2 separate regions of the Xenopus tropicalis genome follow, and region 1 is linked to region 2. A link is a contact called in public Hi-C data. All regions are on one chromosome and are shown on one strand. Each heading gives the region's core, a stretch centred on a gene start, on an enhancer-like site or on the middle of the called end of the contact. The rest is flanking DNA. Distances are from core to core; before and after follow the strand shown.

Region 1 (7,641 bases), core at 1,437-3,936, 170 kb before region 2:
AATACGGTGAGATGGTGAAAGCAGGGCAAAATAGTGACAATAGAACAAGAGAGGGATGTTAGGTCAGGATGATAACTGTAAGACAAGATGGTGTAAATAGAGCAAGGTGGCAACATTGGGTCAGACAACAGGGCAAGGTGGAGCGAGGAGGGCAGGACAGGAACAGTAGGACAAGACAGAGACAGTTGGGCAAAATGTTGACAGAAAGGCAAGAAGGTCAAAGTAAAGTGGAAAAGAGACAGTGGGGGAAGATTGGGACAGTAGGGCAAGTTGGTCAGAATAGAGCAAGATGGCAACAGTAGTGAAGGACAAGCTGAGTAAAGTATGACAAAAGCATGATGATAGGCATGATGGTAAAATCAGAGTAAAATGGAGACAGTAGGACAGCAGGACAAGATGGTGGCAATAGGGTAACATGGCAAAAGTTCTAACACTTTAAATATTGTATATATTTGTCTCAGTTTCACTGACAGTTAAAAGAGAAGTAAGGGTTGAAACCAAAAGTTAGGCACCCCCAGTGACTGTATTTATTTACTTAATAGCTCTGGCCACTGCTCCTGTTGACAAAAATCTACCCCAGCCCGGGGTTCTTCTCAGTGGCCACCACGGAGCAACCCTCTTCCTGCTTCTCCTTTCTTTCAGAGGATTGCTCTGTGGTGCTCACTGGTAGAATCCCAGGGTAGGGTAGTTTTCTCAGTTTAGGTATTAGGTATTAGGTATTAGGTAAGTAAATACAATCGCTGGGGGGTGCCTATAACTTTTGGTACCCCCCCCCCCCCAGTGATTTCATTTTTCCTTCTCCATTAAAGCACCTGAATTTTCATTGTGTTTGTTATGTCGGCCATGCTCAGAAGCACATCCCTGTGACTCAACAGAAGCACCCCATACTGTGATTGGACTAGAGGTTTAGGCAAGGGAAGAGAGTCCTGGTGCAAGGCTAGAGGCCCACTGGAAAACCTCCTTTTATTCTGGTTATGAGAATGCTGGGAACTGTTGTTTAGCCACATGATCAAGTCAGAGCTTTTCAACCTTGGATCTGTGAGGAGCACCCAATGGCTCCTCTCTTTGCAGGCACCTTGATGCTTTATTTTGCCCTCACAGGATCAGACCCACACCCAGAATATATTGTGCTGCCAAGCTTGCTATTCCCAGTACCTGTCACTCTCGTTACAAAGCTCAAAGCATACAGGAAGGCCCTGAACACTAACACTAATCCTAGTTAGAGATGTAGCGAACTGTTCGCCGGCGAACTAAATCGCGCGAACATCGGGTGTTTGCAAGTTCGCAAATTCGCAAACTTTTCGTGATGTTCGCAATTTGGGTTCGCCGGCACCGAAAAAATCGCAAAACTTACGATAACGGTACGAATGCTCCGAAAAAGTCGCAAAACTTACGATAACGTTACGAAAGCTCCGAAAAAGTCGCAAAACTTACGATAACGTTACGAAAGCTCCGAAAAAGTCGCAAAACTTACGATAACGGTACGAATGCTCCGAAAAAGTCGCAAAACTTACGATAACGGTACGAATGCTCCGAAAAAGTCGCAAAACTTACGATAACGGTACGAATGCTCCGAAAAAGTCGCAAAACTTACGATAACGTTACGAAAGCTCTGAAAAAGTCGCAAAACTTACGATAACGTTACGAAAGATCCGAAAAAGTCGCAAAACTTACGATAACGGTACGAAAGCTCCGAAAAAGTCGCAAAACTTACGATAACTTTACGAAAGCGCCGGAAAATACGAAAAAGTCGCAAAATTACCGATCATTTCGAAAAACGGCGTGTGTCAATTTTTCAGAGGTTTTTGCCCTTGATCCCCCTCCTGCATGCCCCTGTCCAGGTCGTGGCACCCTTTAAACAACTTTAAAATCACTTTTCTGGGCAGAAATGGTTTTTATAGGTTTTAAAGTTCGCCTTCCCATTGAAGTCTATGGGGTTCGCAAAGTTCGCGAATATTCGCAATTTTCGGCGGAAGTTCACGAACAGGTTCGCGAACTTTTTTTTTGAGGTTCGCTACATCCCTAATCCTAGTGTAGATTCTCTTGGTTAGAAGGGTCACTTGTCACCTTGAATCAATTCTGCCCCAGGAGGAAAGATGACTATAAACATGTTTGGTCTTTTTTATCTAAGGTCACACAAACTGACAGTTGCCCATTCCCAATGTGAGTGCCACAGAGGCACATGGAGCAACTGAAGTTGTTTCTCCCATAAACCATGTTTCTCTGCTGTCGGTATCCTGTCCTGCTTCCCCAGTTGTCTCCTACTGTCTCCTACTGTCTCCTACTGTCTCCTACTGTCTCCACCTTGTCTCTATTTTGCTCTGCTGCTTCCATCATGTTCTAATGCCTCCATTTTGCCCTGCTGTTGTCACCTTATTGTATCTGCTGTCCCACAGAAGGGAGTGCATGATGTATTACACCGTGACAAGTATCTGTCTCTAAAACTTCATTTTAAGATGAAACCCATGGCTGTTAAGAAGGCCTCTAAAGAAACCTAAAATAAATCAAGGGTAGAAATTGTACCGTAAAAATTGGATTTTTTTCAATTATTTTCTCACCGGAGAGAAAGGGCTTAGGAATGCAGCCTGGCTACTTACCAATTAGTACCCACTGAGGACTGCTCGGAATAATTGCCCATGACTACCGCTATTCAGAACTGTCAGAGCACTGCTTGGGGACAGAGAGACAATGAAAGGACTGAGTAGGATGCAGGCCATGCTGGGCACCTATTACCTGGGGTCATATATTTAGCTCTGAAGAGAACCCCAAGGCTCTAGCTGCCCTTAATTAATAATGTCCCATCAGTGTGCCCAGCATCTCCCAGAGATTGTAATTATATGTCTCCTCTCCTCTCTTTCTCTGTATTCCCATCAGCCCTGGGGCAGGAACTGGAAACAAAGAAAGGCACATTGTACCCCTGGATCTCTCCAGCTGGGAAAGAATTTGCTCAGTAGACATGATCTATCTATCTATCTATCTATCTATCTATCTATGTATCTATCATCTATCTATCTATCTATCTATCTATCTATCTATCTATCTATCTATCTATTCATCTATCTATCTATCTATCTATCTATCTATCATCTATCTATCTATCTATCTATCTATCTATCTATCTATCTATCATCTATCTATCTATCTATCTATCTATCTATCTATCTATCTATCTATCGATCTATCTATCTATCTATCTATCTATCTATCTATCATCTATCTATCTATCTATTTATCTATCACCTTGCTATGAATTAAGGGGGGCCAGCCTTGACGCCAGTTAGGGTTAGATTTTGGGTGAGTGCTTATTTGTGCCCTGGGTACCCCTGGAACTATAGCAGGGTGACTGTTACCCCAATGTTTCTATATATCTGTAACCTTGTTATGGGCTAAGGGGGCCCAGCCTGAAGGCCAGTTAGGGGGAGATTTGGGGTGGGTGCTTATTTGTGCCCTGGGTACCCCTGGAACTATAGCAGGGTGACTGTTACCCCAATGTTTCTATATATCTGTAACCTTGTTATGGGCTAAGGGGGCCCAGCCTGAAGGCCAGTTAGGGGGAGATTTGGGGTGGGTGCTTATTTGTGCCCTGGGTACCCCTGGAACTATAGCAGGGTGACTGTTTTCAACCCAACTTACTATGTTACTATGTTACTATGTTACCCCAATGTTTCTATATATCTGTAACCTTGTTATGGGCTAAGGGGGCCCAGCCTGAAGGCCAGTTAGGGGGAGATTTGGGGTGAGTGCTTATTTGTGCCCTGGGTACCCCTGGAACTATAGCAGGGTGACTGTTACCCCAATGTTTCTATATATCTATAACCTTGTTATGAGCTAAGGGGGCCCAGCCTGAAGGCCAGTTATGGGGGGATTTGGGGTGAGTGCTTATTTGTGCCCTGGGTACCCCTGGAAATGCAGTAGGATTATGGATAAGAGAATATGTTCACATAAATGAATGGCAAACCACAAAGAGGGCTCAAACCTACAGCAGTGTTTTAGAAGATCCCTTTTTTTTGCAAGTGCTTCTGGGAAGTCTTTTAGATGTCTCTGAGCCTGTCAGTTACACTATATAGAAGGGTCTTTCTCTCCACTCCAACCCTGCGGGCCGAATGCTTCCTACTGACCACAAGCTGGACAGCCTTAGGCTACCCTATCCTCAATGTGTCTCCCGCAGACACACAGTTATCTGTATCAAAGTAGCAGAGTTTAGAGTCCATAAGGATTTTACAAACTGAATGAACAAAGAGTAAAGTCTTCCAAGCTGGGGAGTGAGTGTCCAAGTATTTAAGAGAAAAAGAAAATTTCCAGCTCTTACATCAATGTCAGTGTGTCCCTGCCAAGGCAGATCCCAGAAGAGAATCCTCCGAGGATGATGTATTTTGCAAAATAGCACTTCATCTTGGTATCTCATCTGCAAAAGCCCCTGGATTTTCTGTTACATGGAGTGTAGTACCAACATACAGTACAGCTCAGGGTGTAACCTCTTCACTGCCCATGTAGCACATAGCAATTCAGCATAGGCACTATTGCACTGCTGCTAAATAAATATATCATAAATATATGATGATGATGATAAATTATGAAAAGAATGGTGCATATGGGCTATTTGCACCAAATTTCTGCACATTGCATCTATATAATCAGCCCTTAAGTCTTTAGCTCAGTAGCAGTCAGGCCTGGACTGGGATACAAAATAGGCTCTGGCATTTCAAGTACCCAGAGGCCCAAACAGCCCCCCCAGCCCAATAAATAGTGAGTGTCTATGGCATCTTACAGCAGCCCCTCTGGCGTTTGCCAGAACCCACAGATTGCCAGTCTGGGCCTGGGTCCTGGCATTCCAAGTACCCAGAGGCCCAAACAGCCCCCCTTGCCCAATAAATAGTGACTGTCTATGGCATCTTACAGCAGCCCCTCTGGCATTTGCCTGAACCCACAGATTGCCAGTCTGGGCCTGGGTCCTGGCATTCCAAGTACCCAGAGGCCCAAACAGCCCCCCCAGCCCAATAAATAGTGAGTGTCTATGGCATCTTACAGCAGCCCCTCTGGCATTTGCCTGAACCCACAGATTCCCAGCCGTGCCCCCCCCCCCCCCCCCCCCCGGGTTCCAATACCTATGAGTGCAGCTACTGTTGCTGTGTAAAAGGCCAGATTACTCCCATACTTCATGTATTGCTTATTCCCTGTTCTTGCGCAGCATAATCTAGCCCCTGGAGCACTATTATTGTATAATGAATCTTAACATGAGAGCTGCCACACATTCTAATAAATACATATATGCACTTTGGGGGATAAATAAGATTTGTTGTGCAGAAGAACCTAAATATTCTACTTAAATGCTACTTTAATATTCCTAAGAAAGATGGTAAAGCCATTCTATATTGTGGGTGTACTTCCCCTTTAATGACATCTTCCCATTTCCCCCTTTCCTCTTTTACTCTGCTCAGCGGGTCCCATCTTTCCGCTCCCCCGTATGATACTCTGTGCCGGCTGGGTGGTTGCCTGAAATATATACAGTTGGCAGCGGCATCTGAGAAAGTCATTTCAAATTTATTTTGTGAAAGAAAGAGAGGAAAGAAACTGATGCTGTAAATGCCAAACCACGTAACTGAAATCGCAGATGCGTTTCACAGCAATTCCTCGCTTCCTCCAAGGACGATGGCAGTGGTTGGAGTTATACATGGAGGCGCCACGGCTTATTTTATTCCTCTTAAACTAATTTGCAGTAAAGAGTTCCCTTTCAGCCCTGCCCGGGGGAGTGTTTGATCCCCCTGTCCTGGGACGTTCTACACCGCGAGTTGATTCAGAGCTTCCCAGTGATCCACTCAATAGCTGGAAGGCAAAGGCGTTTTATTCTGCGCTTGGGGGCTTTATTGCTTTCTAGTTACAGTTCTGTGCTTGTAATTTGGCTTCCATAGCACCGGCTGACTGCAGCCTGGAATTAGTCATATCAATGGTACCGTTATTAACTGGAGCTCTCTCTTGCCACCTAGTGGTTACCTTTATACAGGTGTAGTGCACAGGTGTAACGGGCAGGTGGATCAAGAGATTGATGTCCCAGAAAGTAAATCTTCTAGTAGTCATTTAAAAATGTACAGACATACATATTGATTTAAACAGTGTTAGTAGCTTTTACTTTTTTCCATGCTCCAGAAATGTAGTGTATATATATTTCTATATATACAGGCTTTCTATCAGCTACCATCACTATTTTGTATTCCAGCTCTCTCCCAAACTGCCCCTTGTAAGAAGTGATAAAAGTCTTCTGTTAGGGATGCACTGAATCTTGGGTTTGGTTCAGGATTTAGCCAAATCCGATCCCTTTTCAGTAAGATTTGGCCAAATCCAAGTGCCTGGCCGGACCAAATACTAACCTTCAAAATCATGTGTCTTTTGGTCACATGAATAAAGAAATTAGTAATTATTTTTTAAATGCTATGTGTGTGTGATTCTTTTTAACCCTTCCTTTACCCAATTTGCACATGCCAATTAGCTGGGTCGGACTGGGCCGCAGGGACACCGGGTGGACCCCAGCGGCAAAGGCCTGACCCTGTTGCCGCTTCCCCTGGCCACAGATGTCCTGCCCTGATGCGTTTCACATACGCGCATTCAGGGGAGGACTTCGGGCGGGGGCCACTGTGGGTGGGGTTGTTGCGTGGCGGGGGCCCCTGCAGGGGACGTGTCCAGCAGAGCTACCTTGGGGAGTGTGGGGCCCCTGGGGCGGTAGGACCCCCAGTCCGCCAATTAGGGTTCCAATTCAGTTTGGGATTCGCGAGAATCTCAAAATAGTGAATTTGGTGCATCCCTAGTTCTAGTCCCACCCACTGTTTGAGTTACAATCCTTCTGCCCCTCCCCCAGTAAGATGCCATCAGAGTGCTTCAGCCCCCCTGCAAGATTGCATTAGAGTGATTTAGTTCAGCCTACTGCTTAATTTATAATTATAGGCCCCTCCCAATGTAAGCTGCCATTGAAGAGTTCTAGTTCAGCCCACTGCTTAATTTATAATTATAGGCCCCTCCCAATGTAAGCTGCCATTGAAGAGTTCTAGTCCAGCCCACTGCTTTTGTTATACTTCTTGTCCCTTCCCCTGTTACTGGCTATAAAGAGGTTTTTTGCAATCCACTGCTTTAGTTCAGACTCCCAACGCCTCCCCCAGTAAGTTATAATCAGAGTTTTAGTCCTGCCCACTGCTTGAGTTACAGAATTGCTGGCCCACTCCCTATAAGTGTTTTGGTTTATCCCACCTCATGAGTCACAGAGTCCCTGACTCCCCCTCCCCTCTTAATCTGTGTTGATTGTGTTCCACTCTATGCACTTATCACCGGTATTTATACCCCCTAAGGTGGCAGAATAAAGGGAAGAGGTTGGGCCACAACTGGGTGTGGTCAGAGTGTGACATGGGTGTGGCTAAAACAAATTATTAGAATATGATTTTCCATCCCTATAAAAAATGATTTAGCTTAAGTGAGTGCCCACATTAAACATAGCAGTCAGAGGCATCAGGAGAATGGTGTTGACTGGGTTTAGGAAGTTTGTACACGTTCGATAAACTTACTCATTTGACAGTATAGAATCTCCGTATGGGAATTAGCGAGTACAGGAAAATTCCATTCGGAGGGCTCCTCCTCTCACTAAACACTTTATTGGCA
Region 2 (6,805 bases), core at 2,941-5,440:
ACAATGGCACCTCCCTCCCATATGTATAAATACAAATATACAGAGAAGGAATGTTCTGGGCACACAATAAGCTGTACCCTCATACTGTACTGTCTAAGGGAAACAATATGGCACCTCCCTCCCATATGTATAAATACAAATATACAGAGAAGAAATGTTCTGGGCACACAATAAGCTGTACCCTCATACTGTACTGTCTAAGGGAAACAATATGGCACCTCCCTCCCATATGTATAAATACAAATATACAGAGAAGGAATGTTCTGGGCACACAATAAGCTGTACCCTCATACTGTACTGTCTAAGGGAAACAATATGGCACCTCCCTCCCATATGTATAAATACAAATATACAGAGAAGAAATGTTCTGGGCACACAATAAGCTGTACCCTCATACTGTACTGTCTAAGGGAAACAATATGGCACCTCCCTCCCATATGTATAAATACAAATATACAGAGAAGAAATGTTCTGGGCACACAATAAGCTGTACCCTCATACTGTACTGTCTAAGGGAAACAATATGGCACCTCCCTCCCATATGTATAAATACAAATATACAGAGAAGGAATGTTCTGGGCACACAACAAGTTATACCCTCATAATGTACTGTCTAAGGGAAACAATATGGCACCTCCCTCCCATATGTATAAATACAAATATACAGAGAAGGAATGTTCTGGGCACACAATAAGATATATCATCATACTGTATTGTCTAAGGGAAATGATATGGCAGCTCTCATTCATACCTATAAATACACATATACAGGGTAATGTTGCCATGTCTATCCCACACAATTTACAACCTACACCAACAAAAAAAGTTCCAAAACCACTTTTTTTTTTTTTTATAAATTAAAAAAAACATTTTATTGAATATCAATAAAGTGTGTAAAGCTATAAAAAACACAGATTCCTCAGTACAAAATGTGGCACCTTTATAAAAAATATATAAATACCAGTGTACCATTGAAATGTAAACATTCTCAGGAAGGGTTACGTAAAACAATATTTAATAAAAAAAACAAAAAAATAAGAAAACGATGCATCCGCTTGGCACCTGTCAGAGGCCATAAATAGTCTTTTTTTCCCCCTTTTTTAAGTTATGTCTCGTCCACCTGTCTTGGGTTGGCTTAAGTTATAACCGCCCATTGTTCTCTGTGCCAACTGCTGCCTTTCTGCTCCCTTGAAAGGCACTAACAGGTGCCCGATTAGGCATTGCTGCTCTGTAAACAGTATTGTGGTGTGAAGCGCTGACTCTTTATGACCACCATTGGGCCGTGATTGGTGGGGGGTGAAGGGTGCTCAGAATGCTGTGGGGGAACAGCAATTTTTGCATAGATTAAGCCCCCGTCCCTAAGACCAGCGTATAATGGACTATGCAAAGTGTATTGAAAGCTTGAGCATTGTCCATTATGTGCTATATACTAACTTACCTTGCCCCGGGGCATCTTTTTGGGTGCCCAAGGGCATCTTTTTTTGGAAGCAAGAGTGCCATTCACCTTTTACTTATACATATATATGTAACACTTTCCATTGCTCCTTCATAAAAACAGATTTCAGTCTTTTCCCACCCAACAATAAAACACCCCCTCTGCCCAGATATATGGCATATAAATCCCAGATGTGCCCGTGGCAAAGAGGGATAGGTGGCAGGCTCTCTGTGATACTGCAATAAGGCATTCTACGGTTGCATCATAGACAATAAGGGTCCGTATAAGTGTCATAAGGTTTGAGGGTCCCCCCCCCAAACGAAGTGATTGCATGTGAGCTTGCTAAACAAATTTAGCAATGGCATCATTTAAAGAAAAATATTATATTTATATATATCCTGCCAAAAAATATACAGGAATTTAAAGAAGTCCATTGTGCTTATAGTCTTTGATTTTAGTGGGCTCCCGTGCACCCTGTTTCCTCGTGCTTGTGAAGGAGGGACATTCTGGAGAAAGTCCGAGAGCAGTTTTTGCACTGGTACTTTTTGACGTCGGAATGGGTCTGCAGGTGGGCTCGGAGATTGGAGCGGTCGGCGAAGGCACGGTTGCAGTGCGTACAGGAAAATGGCTTCTCTCCTGCGAATGGAAATAAAACAGAATAAGCATCAGAATGGCCAAGGGGGACAGTCGGCAATTTCCTTCTACATGGGACCACAATGGACTTGCACAAGCATGAAGCAGAGCAGGTAAAAGGAGTGGATGTTTAGTAAACAGGGGTGGGGAAGGGCAATCTAAACAAGGGCAGGTGGGCTAAGAGCACTTAATTACATTTGCGTTTGGGGGTCTTTTCATGAATTGCTAATGGTGCGGTTTGGAGCTCAAGAAGTGTTTTGACATTCCTAGGGTGCCCATTTAAGCTTCTCTTGGAAGAGGGTGTGAAATCAATAGCCCCTATACTTGGGAATGAATGGGCTGAGTTTATTGTACGAGCTTAGGATAAAAGGGGCGGCCCGGCAGCTGGAAACACACTTAGTGAGCTGACAGGTGCACTGCACAAACACACCCTCGCCACATTCATAATGCTAAAGAATAGAATGCAGCCATGCTCTTATAACCAGCAGCTCTCACTTGCAAGGCACCCACCTTCAAAGGGTTTTCTTATACCCAGTGAAATACTATAACCAGCAATCAACTCACTTAGTGAGACCTTTAAAGGGCCATACAGTTATTCTTTTCTACAAGCTGCATGTGTATGCCAATATTTATGTATTACTGGATGTTGTACTTTAGATGAGTATAGAGGATGCTGCTTACCTGTGTGTGTTCTAATGTGTCCCTGTAATAACCAAGGTCTGGAGAAGGCTTTGCCGCAGATTTTGCAGACGCAGGGCAGCGTGTGGCTCCTGATGTGCATTTTTAGGGCCCCCAAACTGACGTACTCCTTCTCGCAGTATTTGCAACTGAACGACTTCCTCGCCTGGGAATCACAGTGCAACTGTTTGTGCTTGGAAAGTCCGGCAAAGGTGGAGTAAGACTTGCTGCACTGATTGCATTGAAATTTCTCCGCTTCTGTGGCGGACGATGCGGGGCTGGGAGGGTCTGAAGTCTTGCCCCCTTCGTCATCTTCACTGGAGAAAGACGTAAGGTCTAAGGGCTTGGAGGAATCGTCGCTGCTGGAAGGGCTGATGGGAGACTTTTTGTAGTCAGGCTCAGAGGTGAAAAATGTTGTGAGTAAACTAGTGTCCCAGACAAGAGGTGTGTAGTAAGCTCCTGTGGTTAAAATCTCTGGCTGGGGGATCACAGGAAGTGGGTACTTGTCATAGATGAACGGTGATATATACACTGCAAGAGAGGAGAAGGGGATTAGATAGAAGCCAACAGGGTGGCAATAATGTAGCCATGTAGAAATGTCCTACTGCATATATATACTGCACCCATGTACAATGAACTAATCTATTACTATTGTAATGTACACAGTTCCATACAATTACAATGCATACCCAGACACTCATATGCACAGCCATACACTTAACTGTAATAATAATAATATATATTTTCAATACATTTTTGATAAAACATTGAAGGGTGTGCTGGCCACAGATGATTATTTTCTTTATATACATAATTTTGGCTATGCACCCCGCAGAATATTGAGCCTTGGAGTGCGGACACCATTTGGATTAAAAAAAAAAAATCAAAAATAAATATATATATATATATGGCATGTAAACCCTTACATGTATTGCTTCCCCATAGTATTCTAGATAAGCTGCACACCCATTCACAACTATACAGTAACCCATGCAACTATATGCAGAGCAGCAACATAATATACCTCTATACAATTCCAAGCAAAACTTCACACACAGATAGAATGCACTGTTCCCATACAATATCTGCACACCTGTATGTGTTTCTATATATAAAACATATCTAACTGCCCATTATTTCAGATTTGCCCAAATACTATTTGTTTCCAGCAGAAACTTTTTAAAGAAAAAAAGTTTTCAGCTTCCCCAGAAATATCCCAAACGATGTCAAATACAGAAAGAAGACGCAAAGCGATCGCAGCTACAGTAACCCCTACCTGTCTGGCTCTCCAGCTCGCTGTAGTTGGGTTTCTTGCTGGCAGAGAAATGTTTCTTGACCAGGAATGACCGCGGCATGTTGCTGAGCCGGTGAGGGGGTTTAGCAGCCGATGAGGGGATTCCTGGGTTCGCAGTCGCAGAGAGGCAGTCGCATAGGGCTGAAAGCGCTGGGATTTGAAGGCACGCATTGCTGCGGCCACTCCGGTAACTAATAAGCAGCCTGCGGGACGGGGGCGCGGCTATGTTAATGAGCCTTGGCAGCTCCCCGGCCAATGAGAGTGCGGCGGTGGGCGAGTCCATTGGGGAGGGCGGGGGGTGGCGCTGCCTCCCCTTTCCAGCAGGTGCCTGCAGCAGTGGATTTTGGATGGTGCCTCTGGCAGCGCTTTCCTCTCTCCTCCTCCTCCTCTCACTGCAATAAGGAAGATGTGGGCAAAGTGCCCTCCCACCCCAATCCCACCCCCCCAGCCAGCCTGCTCTACCTGCACTAAAGGCATCCCCTACATGCCCTCTCTGCTCCAGTTTAGCGATCATTAACTGCGCTGCCAGATTATACTCGCACCATGGGGGGGCTTTTAAAATAAAGTCTTGATCCCCTTTGGCAAAAGCTGGGGCTCTTGTTATTATCTATACATCGTATTGAGACTAGAGAAGGGGCCATTGTGAGGCTCCCAGTCCCCTGCCCCAGACAATGCCAGGCTCTTGGCTTTAGTAAATACCATAGAAAGCCCCCAAATCCTTCGCTAAAAAGTGTTTGTGACCTGTGACTATTGACTTTGGCTACTTGAATAGGACTCTTGGCTTGTTACAAGTATAATACAGTCACATGATCAGTAGCCAACAAGGGCTCTTCCCTCATTAAGGGGATACATTATTTACCATCCAAACCAGCATGATTTTATATAAGGAATTGATTGTTTATCCTGCCATGTGTTCTGGGGTTATTATACACAATACTGACACTATATTAATTCTTATGTGCCCTGGGGGTATTATACATGGAATTGGCACTGTATTTATCCTGCCGTGGGTTCTGGGGTATTATACATGGAATTGGCACTCTATTTATCCTGCCATGTGTTCTGGGGTATTATACATAATACTGACATTATATTAATTCTTATGTGCCCTGGGGGTATTATATATGGAATTAGCACTGTATTTATCCTGCCATGTATATTGGAACTATTATACATATTATTGACACTGTATTCATAATTATGTACCCTGCCTGGGGGTATTAAATATGGAATTGGCACTGTATTTATCCTGCCATGTGTTCTGGGGTATTATACATGGAATTGGCACTGTATTTATCCTGCCGTGGGTTTTGGGGTATTATACATGGAATTGGCACTGTATTTATCCTGCCGTGTGTTCTGGGGTATTATACATAGAATTGGCACTGTATTTATCCTGCTGTGTGTTCTGGGGTATTATACATGGAATTGGCACTGTATTTATCCTGCCGTGTGTTCTGGGGTATTATACATAGAATTGGCACTGTATTTATCCTGCCGTGTGTTCTGGGGTATTATACATGGAATTGGCACTGTATTTATCCTGCCGTGTGTTCTGGGGTATTATACATGGAATTGGCACTGTATTTATCCTGCCGTGTGTTCTGGGGTATTATACATAGAATTGGCACTGTATTTATCCTGCCGTGTGTTCTGGGGTAATATACATGGAATTGGCACTGTATTTATCCTGCCGTGTGTTCTGGGGTATTATACATGGAATTGGCACTGTATTAATTCTTATGTGCCCTGGGGGTATTATATATATGGAATTAGCACTGTATTTATCCTGCAATGTATATTGGAACTATTATACATATTATTGACACTGTATTCATACTTATGTACCCTATCTAGGGGTATTAAATATGGAATTGGCACTGTATTTATCCCGCTATGTGTTCTGGAATGCATTGTACAGGGCAATGTTCAGTTCAGTATAGCCAGAGCAGAGAATTGACCCCCTGCAGGTATATAGATAAGGATCCTATCACTCTGAAATCTTTGGTGTTTGGATTCAGATTATTGAAAGAGAGGGAGAGTGTGTGTTTGTGTGTTGGGGGTGGGGAGTGGTGTCCTGTACATTAGAGCACAAATTAGTGTGCTGTTCCCACATGCCTTGACAAATCTGCACTATCCAGTCTGACCAACCCTAGTACAGTGCACCTACCCACTTAAGACGCCAAATTCAGCATTTTTTTTTAGCTGTTGGTTTTCCATTGCAACTTGATGCAGGGAGTCAGAATAGCTCTACATTTATAGTCAGATTTTGGGGTGCAATGGATACTACAGTATGGAAGCACCCCTGTGGGATTTTACCCCCTTGTCCTGCATGAAAGGGCCCAGGCAATGGCTTGAAGTGCTGTAACCTGAGCCGGGCCTGTTAGCGTAATGCTGGGAGGGTTAGTGGGGGGATTGAAGGGTCTTTGACTCAGTAAGAGGCACACGTGTGCTGCAGATGTCACCTGTTTTTTCTCTGCATTCCAATGACACCAAAGAAGGGACAGGTGACACCCACAGCAGAATCCTGTCTCCTAGTCTCCTAGTGGCCTAGCCCCCACCCTGGACTTCCCAGGGCCCCTCTTCTCTTAAACCATGGGTGGGTGGGAAAGGGCCACAGAGCTGTCTCTGCGTGTGTGCACAGATGATGCTTTTGCATAGACAGTCTGTGTTTTTACAGGGACATATACATGGAGTGTCTCTGCACTGCCTCCCTCTTCAACTGTGGCCCCTACAGTCAATGATTAAGCTTTTATTGTTGTTTT

Evidence for each region. Hi-C and Micro-C count contacts between places; a contact is called where the count stands out from the background.
Region 1: a Hi-C map of neurula embryo shows a contact between it and region 2, with 5 times the contacts expected there. The contact joins the enhancer-like site here to the promoter of snai1 in region 2. A contact is called at or near these places in 2 of 5 Hi-C or Micro-C datasets (gastrula embryo and neurula embryo).

The regions. Positions count from the first base shown.
Region 1 is chr10:36,364,901-36,372,541 of UCB_Xtro_10.0, reverse strand. No RefSeq gene overlaps it. Among named protein-coding and RNA genes, the nearest start is that of ube2v1, 95 kb to the left of the region's middle. Within about 2 kb of position 2,686, at least 1 of the 11 cell types and tissues checked has an H3K27ac peak or open chromatin away from gene starts, as enhancers often do. A contact at or near this core is called in neurula embryo, where this site is marked.
Region 2 is chr10:36,196,534-36,203,338 of UCB_Xtro_10.0, reverse strand. snai1 (snail family zinc finger 1) reads right to left here and starts at 4,190. Exons shown (of 3, transcript NM_203936.1): 1 at 4,023-4,190; 2 at 2,750-3,277; 3 at 839-2,071. The coding sequence starts at 4,101. The coding sequence ends at 1,890.